3 separate regions of the Pan troglodytes genome follow, and all the other regions are linked to region 1. Evidence: chromatin contacts called from public capture Hi-C data. All regions are on one chromosome and are shown on one strand. The core of a region is the stretch at or near the end of the contact, and the rest is flanking DNA. Distances in the headings are between cores, read along the strand shown.

Region 1 (3,929 bases), core at 282-2,781:
CCAGACTGAAGCTAGCCCTTTAAATACGGGGTTGGGGGGTTAACATCCACTCTTTGGAATGTGCTCAGTGACTGCTGCAGAGTTCCTGGGCCCACCCTAATGTTTACCAGGTGGGCGTTGTTTATATGGTTCTTATTGTTATGACAACTAGAAATCCCACAGTAGACCAGATAGTGCTCCCTACCATTTCCCATTTATAGGATTGAAATCAAGATGTAAGGAGAGCTGGCCGGGCGCAGGGCTCACGCCTGTAATCCCAGCACTTTGGGAGGCTGAGGTGGGTGGATCGCCTGAGGTCAGGAGTTTGAGACCAGCCTGACCAATATGGTGAAACCCTGTCTCTGCTGAAAATACTTAAATTAGCCGGGCATGGTGGCAGGCACCCGTAGTCCCAGCTACTCGGGAGTCAGAGACAGAAGAAATGCTTGAACCCAGGAGGTGGAGGTTCCAGTGAGCCGAGATCACGCCACCGCACTCTCCAACCTGGGCGACAGAGCGAGACTATCTTAAAAAAAAAATTAAAAAAAAACTGTAAGGAGAGCTAAGACGTCTGTCTGTCAGTGTTCCATTACATAATACACCTCTTTCCTTCACATATGTGTGCACATTCTCAGGATTATATTAGAGATTTGATTCTTTGCAAGGGTCAGTATCAGTAATGGCTGAGACTGGTGGGCTGCAGTCATGTTGCTATGCCATAAGAGGTTTTTACAACATTTCCCCTTTTTATCACACTTTATTCTAACCTGATGATGGGCCTATCTCAGGTGAAGATTGCAATAGTTTCCTTAATTTAACTTTGGTATTTGATGCATTAAATAAATATGGCTTTTTAATTTTGCTATCTTCTGTGAATTTAAAGGAATTATTTCATTGATGTCTACCAAAGAAGAGAAAAAAACAGTTGGATGTGAAATTTTTTTAGTTTGTAGGAATGCTACATTGTAAAAATCTTCCTTTTCTTCCATGTTCACTAAAAAATGCCTTTAGTCCATTTCAGAAAGTTCATCTGTGACTTGGTCTACTCTGATATTCCCTTTCTTGCAGCTTGTTAGGTGGAATTTTGAAGTTGCTTGTCCTGCAAAGAGATATTTGTTGTCACAGTCTAACAGTGTTCAAGGGTTTGCAACATGTCCAAGTACCTCCAAGGCCTCACAGGGCTAAGCTGAATTTATCCCTCATGATACTCTGATACTCATAATACTCTGGTTGAAGCCTGGTCTCTACCTCCATATTCAGTACACCCGGCTGGGGAGGCAGGTGACAGCAAGCTTCCTGCCTGCATTTCTAGCAAAAGGGACTCCTAAGCCCCAGCATTGTTGTCCTCTTGGAGCAGAGAGGAGAAGGGTGTTGGCAGATCTCATGGTCCCTTCCCCTCTCGTAACCCCAGTGAGGACAGTAACATCATTCAGAACATAGAATTTACCCAAGGGTTTTGCTTTCACAGCTGATGCAACCAACCACCCAGCCTCTTTAAGTGATCTGGGCTCACGCTTGTACTTGTGCCCCGGAGTTAATTGCTGGTTTTTCTTTGTTACTGGAATGCTCAAGACATCACCCTGGCCAGGGTCTGCAAACTGTGGGCACCGACAGTGCCCTGCGGGGGCAGGAAGATTTGCTCAGAGCTGTGACCTCCTGCCCCTCGGAGCAGTCATCCCGGGGCGTCAGAGCCTGGTGTTCCAGTGTAGGGTGTGGCCCCTTCCTGGATGCTAAGTAAAGGAGACTCTTGTGGTTTTACAAACCACAGGAAATGAAGTTTGTCTGCCTTTAAAAGAAAATTGGTTTTCTAACATTTGAGACTAAAAAAACCAAAATACTTCATTTTCGTGTCTGAAGTATACACACAATAGCTTTCATTACAGAGTCAAATTGCAGGCAAGGTTTATGTAACAATCCATACTGGAAATCCGGGCTGTAAGCCTGACTGTTCCCACCCGCCTGACAAAGGGCTGTTTGGGCTCATTCTCATCTCTCCAACTGCATACGTCATGGACTGATTAGGTATTTTATGAGTGCAGCGTGGGAAAGGCTTAAGAAAGATCTTCAGCTTTCAAAATGTTAGGGATCCTCCACCTCTCTTAGAGTGGATGAAATCCAGACCAGGAGCAGGGGAATAAGAGTTCACTAGGGCCACTGCTAACATGACTTCCAGACAGTGGCATTCAGAGGATTGGAGCCTTCAAAACACCCCCGTGTGGGGCTCTCCGCACCCCTTCCCTCCTGTCCCTGAATCCTCCCAGCAGCCACAGTAACACAAGCTTGCACATAGAGCACACGGCCAGGAAGTGCCGGGGGGCCGCCGGAGCAACACAGCCTGAGACTCTGTGCCAGGCTCCTCCCCTGGATTCTTGTGCACATGTCTTACTCCTATCAGCAGACCACAGCCCCATAGATCCTCACTGGCCTCAGAGCTGGCAAATGGATGGCAAGGAGCTGGTTCCCTGGTGACCGCCACACCTTTGCTCCTCCTCCTCCTCCTTGGAAGGAGACTCTGATCTCAGGTGCTTGCTTGATTAGAGATGGCCACACCTCCAAGCCACTCTTCAGGTGGCTCCAGGGGTGGTTGGCTGGTTGCGTGCTCTGTGGACAGAATAACTGGTGTTGGCCTTCATTGTCTTTTGTGTCCTGTGAGTAGGCAGACTCCGGCCTCGACATCCCTGTGTTTCTGTGGCCTGAAATCAATCGAGATGCCAGCTCTTGAACAGGGTCCCTATACTCCACGTGGATTCTTTTCCCAATGTTTTGACGCATTCTGCAAACTGTTGGAAGGCAATTTCTCTCCCCTGTAGCAGCTCCCTCTGCCCTCAGGAATGTGATTTACAATCTGATGAGGCCATAAACCTCTACTTTTCACGTCTGAAAAACAGCAAAGTATGGGAAAGAATGTAAATTATAAATACTGAATTCCTATGGTCAGCAATAATGGAATGTCCTGGGTGGGTTATTTTTTTAATATGGTATGCATATGGCTTTAATTTCGAAGGGGTTGGGTCCTCCCCCACCACTGTATTTCTTGGGAGAACAGATAACAGCAAAATGTCCTGCTGTGATACGGTGTTTTTCCAAAATGAAAAAATAGCATTTTTCTGATGACTCACTGGCCAAATACTTTGAAAGGCCACTGTTCATGGAGGGGGATGGGATGGTAGGTGACAGTGACATTTCCATACTCACCACCCTGGTGATCTGGTGTCTGTCCACCCCAAAATAACCCCCAATGTTCTCACTTAGCAACCTCCCGCCACCCCACTTTAACTTTCTAGGAGGAGGTTTTCCTATGAGATTTTTGAAATTCTCTTCCCATCTCTCTTATCAGTTGAGGTTCTGCTCCCTAACTGGGAACAGACTTCTGATTGCCACCATGAGCAGGAAAGACAGCCACAAAGCCGAGAGGCTGTGCAGGTTTGAGTTTTCATTCCAGCGGTGGGTCAGCGCCTGGCTTAGATTTCACACGCTGGGCAGCAGCAGCCCTGCGCTTTGCTGAGGTGGGAAAGAGCCACCAATCACGGGGTGAATTCCTGCTGCTGTTCTCAGACCACAGAAGCCGATGTGTGGTATTGCTGTGCTGGTGTTCAGCATTTTTCCCCTTAAACCCTTGCTCATCCCAGTTCAAAATGATGGGTGAAAGCTGAAAAAACACCCAGGGCCCAAAGTTCCCAAACTCCTGTTTCAACAGCCCACGCCTGCCGGAGCATCTATGACAAAGTGAACGGAGCTGTATTTTTCTTGGTGTGGTCAGTTAAGTATGCTGACGGTGGAGGAGTGTGCATGAGAATAGGATGCCTGAAATCGCAAACATATCCACCCACAGAAACACATAATCTCACAAACACCTATTCACTCAACACTCACCCTTTGTGTCTTCCTGCCGCTTTCTCTGGACCACATTTGAGTCACAAAATCCCAGGCTCAGCTTGAGTGCAATCACA
Region 2 (3,768 bases), core at 816-3,315, 190 kb after region 1:
CCACGAAGTTAAACTTTTGTACTGTGGAAGTAGCTCATGAATCCTTTAGATTTCTTGGAAGTGGAAAGATGAGTGTGTGGTGAATATATATGAATATCGCATATTTGAATGTGTTACTTACTAGTTTTGGTTGAGCATTAAGGTTGCCCCTAATGGATGGGATCTCTGCCAGGGGTAACTCTTGGAGTCCTAGGTGCTATTGGGGAGGAACTTTTCATTCTCGGCATTCTGGGGGAGATTTACATCTGTAAGCCGGATAAAAATATGTGGAAAGGTGATTAGTTTAATTGGCCCACTATTATAATTATTCAGTAGGAGGTGGCTGTGGGACTGCTATTATAGCCCAAAATGCCTGGTAGGAAGAGGCGGAGACTCATTGAAAACAGCAGCAAGGTTATAAAACGTTGGTTTAAACGTGCATTTAATAACAGATTACCCTGGTGCTTTAAAGACAGAGGAATGCTTAAGTATTTGGTACAAGAATCCATCCAAAAAAAGACGCGGATTTTTTTTCAAAGATAATTGTGGGAAATTCTGCTAATGATTTCTTTTCCCTTAAAATATACAGGGGAATATGATTTAGGTAGGTGTGAAGTTGCTCAACGTGTTGGTAACTTTAAGATTATTTCTTCTCTGGTTGTTGCCACAGACACTCAGGGTGGCCACAATGGTGGTGTTGTTTTAGGCTTCTTTCAAAAAAGAAGTCCAGTCCAGGATAATGTTGTAAAGTGGAGTATTTTTCTTTCACATCAAAGGGCAAGGAATGTTTTACAGACAGTGAGCTAAGAAGTAGGGCACAGATATTTCAGTACTTGCGTTGGGAAACTATGTGTGGAATGTCATAGTTCATATACCAGAGACCCCGAAGTGAATCCAGGTGCCTGCACGGTGCTAACTTTTCCTGGAGTGAGATGACTGTAGGCAGAAATTGCAGCCAGATGAACCTAAAATAAAATTGATGGCTTTATTGGACATTCTTTTCATGAGATTTAACTTCTTAACGTGCACATACATCACTCTGGGGATGTCATTATCATGGCTGACCTTTTGTTTGGGGGAGCTGCTGCTCGCTGTCTGTGCAGCTCCGATCAGCTTGGCTTTGATTACCACCCACATCTGTTGAGCATGTGAGAGAGAGATTTTGAAAAATCTCAAGCACACTGACAACTGGCTACAAAGATTTAATTAAAACCGGTCAGAACTAATTTCAGTTATATATTCCAGTTTAGGGTATCAACTCTTCTGGTTTCAGAAGGGGGAATTATGACTTCCTAAAAGTTGTTGTTGAAGGCAGCATGAGGAAATCTCCTTGGGCAAGCAGTGGGTTTTCTTTGTCCTAGCTCCCCCACTGCTACCTGGGGTTAATGATTGCAGGGTGGCTGGCATAATGAACCAGTGCCGGAAAGCTTATTATCAACATGCTGAAGTCATATTTAGAAATCATTCCTCCTCCTTTTTTCTCCTTTCCAATACAAGTCAGGGCACTGCTGTGGTTCCACCTAATAAATACTGCAGGCTTCATTGGGCTCTTTAATGAGACCTAATATAGTATCATTTGTGCACTTTAGTGGGTGGTTCCTATTTATATTTTTGTGTGGTTTACTGCTCAATCTTGGGAAGATGTGGGGTTTGAGGGTTTATCAGTTGCAGTTTTTTGTGGAACCAGTTTGAGTGAGACAAGACTTTGGCCATTATTTGTCGGGTTACATGGATCTCCATATGAGCTATGAAGATACTGGAATAATTGGGTCACAATAATGTAAAATCGTAGTCTGTACTTTCAGCTCATTCCAGAGGAATGATTGGAAGCCCTGCTCTCCCTCTCTTCTGCATGCAAACCTCAGGTGTGATTTCGGCCTGTGCCCAAGTGTTCTTGAAATGTTCAAGGCTGTCCGTTCCCACTCTGTGATGAGGCTTCCGGTTGATGTGTGACATCACTTAGGGCAGGAACTGGCACTGTCTTGATCCTGGCTGTCCTAGAGAAGCTTCTGTGCTTGGCCTTGGGAAGCCACCCCATTTGGTGCTGCTGTAGTCTCCTTTCTGCTCCTCTTTTAACAGCTGCCTCCCACCTGTGCTCACTTCCACCTGCAGGCCTTGTTTTCCAGTGGCACTGGAGTGCCATGCTGAGGTCACTGGACAAGTTCCTTATCAGAGCCCCCTTCCCATTAGAGTGAGGCTGCACCCCATCCTGCCTGGGCTTACTTTGTGCGTTGCTTGGGGGCATGGAGAAGGTTCTTGCCCTTGCTGCTTTATATGAGGTCCAATTCCTCCAGTGTTTGCCATCTCCTTTAGAGCTCTCTGGTGACAAAACCTTCTTCAGCTTGTCTACCCTCCAGGCTGGTGAGTTGAACTCAGACTGGTGCTCGGAAAGGTTAAAGGACTTGTCCAAGATGTTACCTTACTGGCAAACTGCATTCCCAAGTCTTTATTGATCTCCGAGGGCATCTCTTAATTTGTTGGAGTTTTCTTTTCCTGGAAGAAATACTGCTTGGGTCTCAGTTTCTCCACATATAAAATCAGAATAAGACCATAAATTCATGTAGTTGAAAGGGGCGGTTTCAGGAAGAAAACTAAGATAATGAAAGCCTCCGGAAAAGGGTCTGGGACGGCATTATTTACAGAGTACTTTCCACACATTGTCAGGGTGGGGCCGCACAGGAACCTTGTGGAGTAGGCATCATTGACCTGTTTCAAAGATGAACAAAGTCAGTCCCAGAGACCTTGAATGGAGGCTTATCAAAGCTAAGCATACGGCTTCAAGTTTAACCATCAAATGGTAGAGTTAGTCATGACTTTTGGATGTGCGGGCCAGGCATGTGCAGGGCCAGGTATGTTTTAGCCTTGTGGTTCTTTTCCTGATATTTCGGTCCTGTGGGCCTCCCCAAAGTGGCTTTGCACCTATGTTTGTTATGGGCATAAGGAAGTTAGAATTCTATGAATATGTACTGATTTTTTGTGATTCTGAATTTAAATAGGCCTCTCTATAAAGCTAATACTTGAAGTTTTGTTGTAATGAAGCATCGAAAATACTTTTACATAGGAAAAAGGAAGAAATGAGAATTTTACATGCTTGACATACCAAGCTGATCTCCTTAAAGCGGTTGCAAAAACCACCCAGTTGTTATACGATTGTTTGTTTCATGTTTCTTGTTATGTAGCATATTTCCAGTAAGTGGAGGGGCCAAATATTTTATAGTTACAGAAACTTCTTCTCTCCCTCCTTGAAGTTTAAAAAAGTGGATCAAATGTCTGCCTATTTTCAAGGAGGCAGGGAGACAGAAGATCTTTTCCAGATTGCAGGAAGGCCAACACAGGTTGCACCCAGAGAACTATGGAAACCACTGTTGAGGAGGAAGGAATTGGGTGAAAATTAAAGAATCAAGCTAGTAAAAGTGAAAAGAGGCCTTTGGGTTTTTTTGGACAGTTTTTAAGGGCCTTCATAAATACTTGGTGTACTCCTCAAAGACCAAGCGTTGAAGGGTCAAGTCAGGGAACTAAAACTTGGATTGTGTGTTGACCCCTGTGTAGCTGTGGCCAGGGCTCCTGATTTTCCCCTGACGATCCATTGGTAGAACAAGGCCAGTGGTACTGTTTTCTGGTGCAGGGGAGGCTCGGACCTGCAGGGGAGTTACGGAGGCTGGCCACTGGTTTGGAGCAGACAGGTAAGTAGCCTGTAGGGAGGTGGTGGCTCTGTACAACAGTCTGTTCCCGATGTCTGGGTGACTCTTGTTCCCAATACTTGGCTCTCTTTTTGGATGTCAGAGTCAT
Region 3 (4,019 bases), core at 1,186-3,685, 250 kb after region 1:
CTTGGCCTCCCAAAGTGCTGGGATTACAGGCGTGAGCCACTGTGCTAGGCCCAACTAAGGAGTTTTTATGTCATCCTCTATGTGGCAGGGAGCCAATAAAGGCAGGAGAGTGATACGATGATGTTTGAGTTCAAGAACAGTCCCTCTGCATCGAATGGCTTCAAAGACACAGACGTGGGCAGTGACAAGGTCAGGAGGCCTTAGTCCAGGTCCAGGCCCAACATGATGAGTTAGCCAGAGCCGGGGGGCCAGAGGCAAAGGGGTGGAGATAGGAGACAAGTATGTATCTTGCCTTCCTTCTAGCCATTGTGGGTTTACACAACTGAATCAGATGTGCATTCTCCTCTGGGAATTTCATCTATGGAGGCAGTGTAGTGCTTCAGTTTCCCTGGCTGAATGTGGCATTACGCAGAACCCTCTGTCTGTCTGCCGCACATTTTCTTCTTGGTCGTACCTTGTTGCTTTCCACAGCCTTCCTTTGCTCTCCTGTATTCACATCTTGCATCAGCCAAAAGGGAAAGGTCTGAAAGACCAGCTTTGTTTTTCTCCCAGCTTGTACTCTGGACCCTGTTAGCCAACAGTATTGGCACTGCCTCACAGCGATGGTCAGTCCCAAATTAAACAGCCTCGTTATGACACCCTACAGCCAGGCTGCAGCTCTGGACTTGTGCTTCTGCACGTTTCCTTCCAGTTGCTTTCGTCCAGCGTCTCGGTCCCATTGAGTAAGGGAGTGTGTGCAGAGTATGTCCCGAGGTTTTCTCCTCAGTCAAGCAGACTACATTTCGCCAGGTGTAAAATCGGTAGTTTCGAATTCACCCCTTTTCATGGCCTTGAGGAGATGCTTGTCTCCTTGTCCCAAGGGAATATTGGTGCATAAATCATTTCCCGTCCTAGGCATGTTCATTCCAGAAACCTTTCAGAACAGAGTGTGGAGTCTTCATAAAAGGAATTTGTCATGAGCGCAGGGTTTTTTTTTTTATTTTTTATTTTTTAAAGGGGAAGGCAATAGAGGTATTCATTATCTGCTACAGAGTGAAAAGGGCCCTGCTTTATGTTAAATTGGACTTTATGGAAAGATATTGGTAATTTCTCCTATGTTCTTGGTGCTCCTGAAATCAGAGTGGGAGAGAACTTTGATGTCAAAATTATTTTCACCACCCTGGATCACAGAGAAACACACTTTTGGCTGCCTTTAAACACATTAAACATCTGGTCAGCCCAGAGACCACCCGGGAGCCCTGTAGACCCCAAGTAACTGAGTGGCTGAGGGTAAGCCAGCTTCTCTAGACACAACCTGACTTCCACCCCAAGTCTTGTTGAAATACAGGCCTGACGGCTGTCCCAGGAAGTCAGTTGGCTTGTCAGGCTGCCAGTGTGGTTGAACGGTGAGGTGGCTAGAATTCTCTGGGAGGCATTTTTGGCCCATCTGCCTGGTAGCATGACAGATGTGTTAGTCCAGACAACTGGGTCATCGAATGAATTGAAATTCAATTTACACATAGGGATTAAGTATCTCAGTATTACCCTTGCCACATCAAACTTCATTGACAGAGCCAAGAGGAAAATGAAAGTCATTCAATGTTAAGATTAAGAAAAGGGAAACAAGATTCTAACATGGAAAGGGAATGTTTTGCTTACTTTTAAGACTGTAGGTTACTTAAATAGATGCAATGCAAGCTATAGGAGGTTTGGGGCAGATGGTCTCCTAGGCTTAAAATGGAGAGATTTTAAACTACGAGGATCCTGGAGGTCTTGTGACATGTAACTCTGAAACCTCAGTCCAAGGCCAATTTGGTTTAAGTAATCTCAGTCAAATATTTATTTTGTGTCCATGCATTTTGAGAGGGACAGAGAACACAGGTCATTCAAAACATGCCTTCAATGAGTCATACTCTGCTGAGGGGCAAGAAAAATACACATGAAACAATGAAAAGTAACAGTGAGGGTTTATGTCTTAAACTGTTCATATGCTACAAAATCCTAAAATAGTACTTTATAATTAGGAGGTGTATAAGGAGTGGAGAAGTCACAGCCTGTTTCATAGTAGACAGGATTTGAGAGAAGAAACCAGGAGGTCCTCCAGGGGAAGTAAATGGGACAAAGTTTAAGACAAGCAGGACGGAGAATGGCTTTTTCGTGGGAGCACGAACGGTGGTTCAACCCAAGCGGTGTTTACTGAGCATCTACTATATGCCAGGCACTGTGATTGGGGGAGGGAAGCCTTGCCTTTAAAGGAGCTGAGAGCCTAAGAGGAGGCAGTTGATGATAGAGCTGTAGAACACAGGGCTCCTGACACAGTTCACAAGCTTTGGGAATTACAATCTGGAATGGTGATAGCCTTGGAAACCAGTGAAACAGGGTGGCGTCAGATTGCAGAGTTAAGCTCTGACCATTCTACTAGAAAAGTTGCAGCACACTCTTGGCTCAGGGTGGTCCAGGCCACTGGAACACCAGTCCCTAAGGTTTCAGTTCTCAGAATCCACCAGTGTGATAGCTCAAACAAAATAGATTCCCATGCTTTGCTTTCAGTTGGCACTGAGGCCTGGTGGAGAATGTGGACTCAGGTTTAAAGTGCTTTAGCCTTGCTAGCCAGCTGCTGAAACCTGAGAAAATAAAGTGGTACTGTTACGGAGGGTTGGACCTGTCCTCTTAGGAAGGTTCCAATCACAGCGACTGCTGGAAGAGAAAGTTTTATTTTAAGATTAAATCTAATGAAAGCCAGTGTAGTAAGGGAAACATTATTTTATAATTTCTGTTAAGAGCAAACATTCTATATGATTTTTAAAAATAGAGCAATAATGAGTGTTGCCTGTTTCCAAACAAGCGTTGTTTAAAAGCTGCCTGTCTGCTTTATTATTTTTTTCCTGGGCTTTTGCGAGATAATGGTAGTAAAATATCAATTTACTAAAACCATTTTTTAAAGTCTTATACCTCTACTCTGTCTCAAGTTCATGCAAGTTCTTCTTTTGGCAGGATTAGGTTGAATTTTAATACTAAACTCTTACTGAAGAGTTAAGAAGCTGTGGAACTGGTATACTTAGTGACTGATCCCTCTCCATATTAAGCGTGTGATTTGCTATTACCAGTTGCCAGTAATAGAAAAAGAATGTGCTCGTGTGGGTTTATCTGTATTTGTCATTAAGGCTTTGCTAAGCCAATGAGCCCTAGAAGCAGGCGTGCAGTGGGCTTTCTCCCTGTCGGGTGAGCCTCACAGGCGCTGCTCCTCTCCGGGCACTGTGGCTGGCCTCAGCACAGGTCTGGGCTGGGGTAGAAAGGCCTGCATGGCCTGAGGACCCGGGTGACTGGGGATCTCTCATCTGTAGCGGTAAAGTTCTGAGCATTGCCAGGCCTGCAAGCACTGGTAGGATTTGATGGATCCCTGGGTGATTATTTAGCCTAAGCTAAGCCGTAATACCTTTGCATACATCCCCAAGAAAGACCTAAGTGTTTTGTTCCCTTTCCAGTAAGGGAGTGACAAAGAGAATGCCCAAGATGGCTTATAACTAGCATTGGGATGGCTGAAAGTCAGGTAAGTTTAGTGGAATGCAACAAAATAAGCCCAAGATAGGAGTTTAGATCTCTGAACTGTTTTCATTCTACTGGTTTAAGCTGTGTAGGCTTCCCTTGCAGGTTATTAGTCCGTGCTCACCTCTCAAATTGCTGTTAAGTTGTCAGGGTGCCTGAGGAAGACTGTGGCCAGAGATGTGGATTCAGACTACTGTGGGAGTGGGAGGGGTAGTCACTGCAGTATGTACCTGAACAATCAGATATACAAGTGTGTTTCTTAATCTCTCAACATCCTGACTCCCTTGTCTTTCCTTTCTCAGAGAGCAGAGCTGACATCTGATAAAGACATGTACCTTGACAACAGCTCCATTGAAGAAGCTTCAGGAGTGTATCCTATTGATGACGATGACTACGCTTCTGCGTCTGGCTCGGGTAAGGCGGCTGCTTCTAAACACTGGACCTCATTCTCCAGGCATGCACGCACACACATTTTACTGCGCTTACTTCAAGGA

Evidence for each region. Capture Hi-C pulls out chosen DNA fragments and counts their contacts.
Region 2: a contact with region 1 is called in a capture Hi-C map of stem cell-derived neural stem cells, with 2.9 times the contacts expected there. The contact joins two enhancer-like sites. A contact is called at or near these places in 1 of 7 Hi-C or Micro-C datasets (stem cell-derived neural progenitor cells) and 1 of 1 other capture datasets (stem cell-derived neural stem cells).
Region 3: a contact with region 1 is called in a capture Hi-C map of stem cell-derived neural stem cells, with 4 times the contacts expected there. The contact joins two enhancer-like sites. A contact is called at or near these places in 2 of 7 Hi-C or Micro-C datasets (induced pluripotent stem cells and stem cell-derived neural progenitor cells) and 1 of 1 other capture datasets (stem cell-derived neural stem cells).

What each region holds. Positions count from the first base shown.
Region 1 is chr7:106,555,915-106,559,843 of NHGRI_mPanTro3-v2.0_pri, forward strand. No RefSeq gene overlaps it. Among named protein-coding and RNA genes, the nearest start is that of MTERF3, 77 kb to the left of the region's middle. Within about 2 kb of position 1,532, at least 7 of the 24 cell types and tissues checked have an H3K27ac peak or open chromatin away from gene starts, as enhancers often do. A contact at or near this core is called in stem cell-derived neural stem cells, where this site is marked.
Region 2 is chr7:106,742,681-106,746,448 of NHGRI_mPanTro3-v2.0_pri, forward strand. All of the region lies in intron 1 of SDC2 (syndecan 2), which reads left to right. Among named protein-coding and RNA genes, the nearest start is that of SDC2, 32 kb to the left of the region's middle. Within about 2 kb of position 2,066, at least 1 of the 24 cell types and tissues checked has an H3K27ac peak or open chromatin away from gene starts, as enhancers often do. A contact at or near this core is called in stem cell-derived neural stem cells, where this site is marked.
Region 3 is chr7:106,807,941-106,811,959 of NHGRI_mPanTro3-v2.0_pri, forward strand. It overlaps SDC2 (syndecan 2), which reads left to right. Exons shown (of 5, transcript XM_003311857.6): 2 at 3,828-3,939. Among named protein-coding and RNA genes, the nearest start is that of CPQ, 53 kb to the right of the region's middle. Within about 2 kb of position 2,436, at least 2 of the 24 cell types and tissues checked have an H3K27ac peak or open chromatin away from gene starts, as enhancers often do. A contact at or near this core is called in stem cell-derived neural stem cells, where this site is marked.